Linked DNA regions of Sus scrofa: region 1 is linked to region 2. A link is a contact called in public Hi-C data. All regions are on one chromosome and are shown on one strand. Each heading gives the region's core, a stretch centred on a gene start, on an enhancer-like site or on the middle of the called end of the contact. The rest is flanking DNA. Distances are from core to core; before and after follow the strand shown. Region 1 overlaps FHOD3 (FH1/FH2 domain-containing protein 3). Region 2 overlaps FHOD3 (FH1/FH2 domain-containing protein 3).

What was found. Hi-C and Micro-C count contacts between places; a contact is called where the count stands out from the background.
Region 1: a contact with region 2 is called in a Hi-C map of embryonic fibroblasts, with 2.5 times the contacts expected there. The contact joins two enhancer-like sites. A contact is called at or near these places in 2 of 47 Hi-C or Micro-C datasets (embryonic fibroblasts and heart right ventricle).

The regions. Positions count from the first base shown.
Region 1 is chr6:120,345,813-120,348,750 of Sscrofa11.1, forward strand. The region is part of intron 5 of FHOD3 (FH1/FH2 domain-containing protein 3); the gene reads left to right. Among named protein-coding and RNA genes, the nearest start is that of FHOD3, 310 kb to the left of the region's middle. Within about 2 kb of position 1,654, at least 4 of the 83 cell types and tissues checked have an H3K27ac peak or open chromatin away from gene starts, as enhancers often do.
Region 2 is chr6:120,141,207-120,144,508 of Sscrofa11.1, forward strand. The region is part of intron 3 of FHOD3 (FH1/FH2 domain-containing protein 3); the gene reads left to right. Among named protein-coding and RNA genes, the nearest start is that of FHOD3, 110 kb to the left of the region's middle. Within about 2 kb of position 1,530, at least 3 of the 83 cell types and tissues checked have an H3K27ac peak or open chromatin away from gene starts, as enhancers often do.

The DNA.
Region 1 (2,938 bases), core at 404-2,903, 200 kb after region 2:
AACCCACCACATTAACAATTTGAAGCAAAATCACTTGATAATACCGGTTGACGAAGAGAAAAATATTTAACAAAATTCATCATCCCTTTATGATTAAAAACAAAAAAAAACTTTTAAAAAAGACAAGACGTTGAGGGGATCACCTTCACCTTGATAAAGGGCAATGTACAAAAACTTATAGCTACCATTATAATTAATGGTGAAAGACTATATGCTTTTCCCCTAATATTGAGAAAAGGCAAAGTTGTCCACTCTTACCTACATTTATTGAAGATTTATACTTAACCAGAACAATAAGGCAAGGGGGGGAATACAGGATAGGGGAGAATATAGATTGGGAAGGAATAAGTAAAATTGTTCTAGGTCATAGACAGCATTATTGCCTATGTAGAAAACATCATAGAATCTGCAAAAACATAACCCAAGAATGCCTAGAATTAATAAAGTTAACACAGTTACATGATACAAAATCAAAACAAAAAAGAGGTTTTTTAAATCTCTATATATTGGTAATAAACAGTTGGGAATGGAGTAGTTTTAAAAATATTTCCAGTAGCTCAGGGAAATATAAAATACTTACAAATTTAGCAAGAACACATACGCAGAATCTTTAGTTAAAACAGATGTAAATGGAGAGGATGTAAATTATGACATGGTAGGATCACACATGGATTATAAGAATGAATATACTAATGCAGTCCATTCTCCCAAAATTTATCTGTAGATTTAAATGCATTTCCCATTATACTTGTAAGAATTTTGTTTGTAGATATGTACAAATTTCTTCTTTAATTTATATGTAAAAAGCAAAGAACAAGAATAGCCGAAACAATTTTGAAAAGGAAAACTGCAGTTGTAAGATTTTAAGATATCTTATGAAGCTGTGATAATTAAGTTAGTGTGGTATTATTGGCAAAGGAATAGGCAGATGGATCTACGGAACAGAAACAAGAATCTAGAAATAGACCTGTGCAAACAGCCAATTGATTTTTGGCAAATTTGCAAAAGCAGTTAAAGATAGGATAGTTGCTTCAAAAAACAATATTAGATCAAATGGGCATTTATGTGAAAAAAAGAACATCAATCTAAACCTCACAATTTATTTAAAAAAAAATCTCAAAATGGAACATGTACTTACCTATAAAAAATAAAACTAAAAATTTTTGGAAGAAAATATTTGTGACTTTGGCTCGCTCCCCCACTTTGTGTCTTGGAGAGTCTGGGTTGAGTGCTTCAGTTAGTAGATAATTGATATGGCACTTTGGCAGTGCAGTTTATGTGAATAGCATTTATTGAGCACTTGCTCTGAGTCAGGCATTGCTCTAACTCAGTTCCTACAACACCCCTGTAAAATAGGTACCGCAATATTACTATCTTATTTTTGAGATGGCAAACCTGAAGCACGGAAAATTAATTAACATGCCTGAGTAAATTCCATGAGTAGCATGCCCTGATCTCTTTTCAGACCGTGCTGTCATTACCCACCACTCTCTCTGCATTCTGATCCTCCTCAACCTTCTTAAAAATGGAAATCATTAATTTTCATGGTTCCTGTAACCAGGACATCTCTCTCTCTTTCTGCCCCCCATAGGCTCTCATTTAGATTAGTGCTTTTTTGGTTGTGGAAGTCTAGTGTAGTATTAACCCACTTAAATCTATTTAGCGCCATCTTGTGTCTGAAGTGGGTTTTGCAGGAAGGAGTGCTTTGGCTGGACTGGACTGCAAAAGATAGAGCCCCAAAGCTATTGACTATCACAATATTGTGACAAAACAGTGTGATCAGAAACTCGAATTTCACTAGACATGGACGTTCTTGTGACTTTCTTCCTCCATAGTGGGAAGTTAATAGACCCTTGAGCGAAACAGATCATAGAAAACTTACAGAAATTCTTACTTTGACTCCCCTTTGAAGCGGTGTCCTGGCTTGCTGGACTTTCTGCAGTGCCAGAGGCCCTGAACAGTTCCAGAGGAGACCTTCATACCTGGCTTTTCAGCCTTAGGGTGCAAGGTCCCCCAAGGGATGTTCTTTCCAGAGGCTGAACAGTCTTCATTAGGCTGTGACATTAGGCTGATTTAGAAGATGCTAAAATCTGCCTCAGACTTAGGGCTTCAGCAGTGGAGCACGAATGGGAAAAGGACTGTGGTGCAAACTCTTTCCTATAGATTTTCCAGTTCATTTTGGAAGGGAGAGGAGGAAAGAAAAGGGGAAAGGGAAAATGGGGAAAAATGTGTCAAATTCTTTGAACTCTTCCAAGAAGTGGGGGTTGTGTCTTTTTGAAGGAGGGAGGGGTGTGCTGAGAGTAATGGACTAGTAAGAAAAATTCTGAAAGCCAAGGAAAGCACTTAACATACAGTCTTATTTGGTTCCTTTTTGTATATTTGTTTACTTTCCTATTATAGAAATAACAATATGATCATAATGAAAAATAGGGAAAACAGGAAAAAGTAGGGAAAAATACATCTGAAGAATATATATCTAATGCTTAATATGTCATGGATTTTCCTTTCCTTCTCTGCTTGGAGATTTTAGTGTTTTATTGAATTGTATAATATTTCTTTCTTTTTTTTCTTTTGTCTTTTAGGGCTGCACCGGTGGAATATGGAGGTTCCCAGGCTAGAAGTCAAATTGGAGCTGTAGCCGCTGGCCTACACCACAGCTCATGGCAAAGCCAGATCCTTAACCCACTGCTCGAGGCCAGGGATTGAACCCACATCCTCATGGATGCTAGTCAGGGTTTGTTAACCACTGAGCCATGACGGGAACTCCGAATTATATAATGTTTCTAATTTTCTATTTTTAAAATTATTTTATCAGAAACAGTTCACAGGTTAGGGCATAGCTTTGGTAAATTACTGTGTATGCCAAATTCTAGAACTGATTTCAGTTGAAATTTTGATATTATAGATGACAGTTCAGTGAGTATCTTTGCTTCATCCT
Region 2 (3,302 bases), core at 280-2,779:
AGGTTCCCAGGCTAGGGGTCTAATCGGAGCTGTTGCTCCTGGCCTACGCCAGAGCCACAGCAATGCCAGATCCGAGCCACGTCTGCAGCCTACTCACAGCTCACGGCAATGCTGGATCCTTAACCCACTGAGTGAGGCCAGGGATCGAACCCGCAACCTCATGGTTCCTAGTCAGATTCGTTTCCACTGCGCCATGATGGGAACTCCTGGGACGGAAGTCTTCACTGTTGTCAGCTAAAGGCCCACAGTGTGTTAAGGTTTGGGCCTTTCCATGGAATAGCTTTTGAGGACCATAGAGAAACTTGGTGCAGGAAGGCAAAGTGTACCTGCTTGTAGAGGGGCGGTCTCATGGACATGTGAAGAGAGATCACTTGGCCAAAGGTTGGCCCTCATTCTGCACAAAGGCTCGGATCCCTGCATCTGTAGGAGTGCTTGTGGTTACCTGAGCAATTTCGAGGACTCCAGATGGGGTTCCCTCAACCAAGCTGGGGCAGCCTTGCCCATGAAGCTTCTTTACAACTGAAGGTTCTAAAGGTGGTGCTGTGGAGAATGGCAAACTCAGGGGATTGGAGTTCAGGCAAATTCGGGGCTTCCTGTCTCAGGGAATGTCCTACAGGGTGGCATGTCCTGGATCTTAGGAAGTTCTGAGAGCAAAGGCTGTGTAGCAGACATGCCCAGGTTGAGCCCTGGTTCTACCGCTCAGCAGTGTGACCTTGGGCAGGTCACTTAAGTGCCTAAGGCCTCAGGTGACTCTTGTCAGGGGGTGGTTGTCATTGTGTGTGCCTGCCTGGTAGGGTGGGTTGGGGGTCTGGGTAAGACGATGACATGTGTCCGGCCCTCCAAGCTTCCAATGTCCAGAATGACTGATCGCTAGGGGTCCCAGGCAGGCCTCTCGGTCCCATTGTTCCATGTTTCTGCCTTGGTTATTTCCTACTCAGACTTTCGGGCTCTGCTCAAATATCCCACCATGCCATAGGGAAGATGGCTCGTGGCCTTCCGTGCCCCCGCAGGTGAGATGGGGCATGTCAGGCAGCATCAGGGCTCCTGGCCCAAGATGAGTGCGTTTGTCCTGGGCACTGTGTATGATGGGGAACTCGGAAATAGTTCACCTGGTTCGCAGCCTGGTTCCACCACTAAAAGGCTGTATGACCTTGGACAAGTGATTTCTCCTTGCCTCTTTTTTTTTTCACTTGTCAAATGAGTCATAGGGTTGCTGGGGGTGAAAGAAGCTGATCCCCATCAGGTGTTTAGAACCCCATTCCGCAGACTGTCAGTGCTTTTTGAGCATGGCGGGGCAGCTGTGATCAGCTTCCCCAGAGTGATGCACAGTCTGCGGGACAGGGTTTGGGATCCTGGTGTGAGTCCAGCTAAAATATTAGACCATGGAGTCATCTGCCTTCCCGAATCCCTCTGGCGTTTCCCTGAAGTGCTGATAAGATGTCTTAGCTAAAGTGGAAATATCTGCTCAAAAAGCTTGCCCTGAGCAGGGGAACAGAGGAACGACTGCTTCCTGCCTTCCCAGACCCTGAGCCTCAGGCTGCTGTCTCCACCCCATCCCTCCCCTAGGGGTGTGTCAGGGATGCTGCACTGGAACCCGGTGGGATGCATCTCTTGCTTCTTCATCAGGCTTTGTCTGGCAGCTAATCTGAACCTTCCCGTGAAGCCGATTCTTTCTCTTTTGGTGACCGTAGTGACAGATGGGGAGGGTGGTTTTAATGAACTACTGTTTGCTTTTGGAGATTAAGCCTTCATTAGAAATATAATTGCGGACACATAGCCTTCTGGTACTTACATATCATTTGCCAATTAGGATAATGGACTCAAAGCCCCTTGGAGAGTGACAGGGACAAAGTTAAGCCTGTAACTCAGCTCAGGGTGCTGGTGAACGAAGTGCCTCTGCCAATTGGAAGCAGCGCAGATCCAGTCTGCCCACAATATGCGTGTGTGAAGAGGTCTGAAAATATTCCTGACCTTTGAGAAAGAGAGATTAAAATTAGTAGGCAGAAATGTGGCAGCCAGCTCCAGTAGTTTGTGATGTGGTCATTCCAGGGTGGCTGCCATGCCCACCACATGCTGCTGGGACGGCGGCGGGGCAGCTGCTTAATTTTAAATAAGCCAGCGTAATGTCAAAAGCATTTATGATGGATCCGGATCTGGCAACTAAAGTGATGTTTCCATCACTTCTTTTCAAAGGTTTTCAGGGAGCACTTCCTCTTTCCTTGTTTTGTTTTCTCCAGAGCAGGATTTCTCCCCCTTGGCAGTGTTGATATTCTGGGCCAGATACTTATTTATTGTGGGTCATCATAGGATGTTTACTGGTGTCCCTGGCCTCTACCCACTAGATGCCAGTGGCAACCCCCCTGGTTGTGACAGCAAAAGATGCCTGTAGATATTACCAAGTGTCCCTTGGGGGGCAAAACTGGCCCCAGTTGAGAACCACTGCTCAGGAGCTGCCCCAGGAGAGCCAGAGAGGGACTCAGGGGCCAAGGTCACGCCCACAGTAGCTGGTGTGGACAGGAGTCTAATTAGACTCATCCACACCAAGGTGGTTGGTGACTCTTTCCCCCAGGAAGCCAGTGGTCATGGAGCCCCAGTTGTGTGCCTGGTACCGTGTCAAACCTGGACAACACAATGGTGACTGAGGAAAATCCTGCTCTCTAAGAAGTTTAAGAAAACAGGGTTTTGATGGGGCCAGGAGGCTTCCACTTAAATTGTACTAACTCAGCCTACCCCTAACCCCCAACTGAGTTGGCATCATGGGCCCACCCAAAAAACATTCGGAAAATGTCGGTTCTGATGGCATCCTGTGTGAGGATGCCTGGATTCACAGGCCTGGTAGCTACAGTTACATTGGCCATAGGAAGGTCTTGGGAGGTGAGTGGCTTGATCAAAGCCCAGGAAGATTTAAGTAAGTAACATGGAGGGGCTGAAGGAGCACCTGGAGAGAAGAGCCTAGATGGACGTGAGCAGGAGCAGAGTGAATTTGGCAGCAGAGAGAATCCAACCTACCTGGACAGAGGATCAAGGCAGGAAATATTGTGGGTGTGGGTGTGGGTGTATCAGGTACAAAATACCAGGCAGAAATACAAAGCAGAGGAGTTACCCTTGTGGCTTAGAAGAAACAAATCTGAATAGGATGCATGATGATGTGGGTTTGATCCCTGGCCTCACTCAGTGGGTTAAGAATCCAGCATTGCTGTGAGCTGTGGTGTAGGTCGCAGACATTGCTGTGGCTATGGTGTAGGCCAGAAGCTGTAGCTCCAATTCAACCCCTAGCCTGGGAACTTCCACAGGTGCAGCCC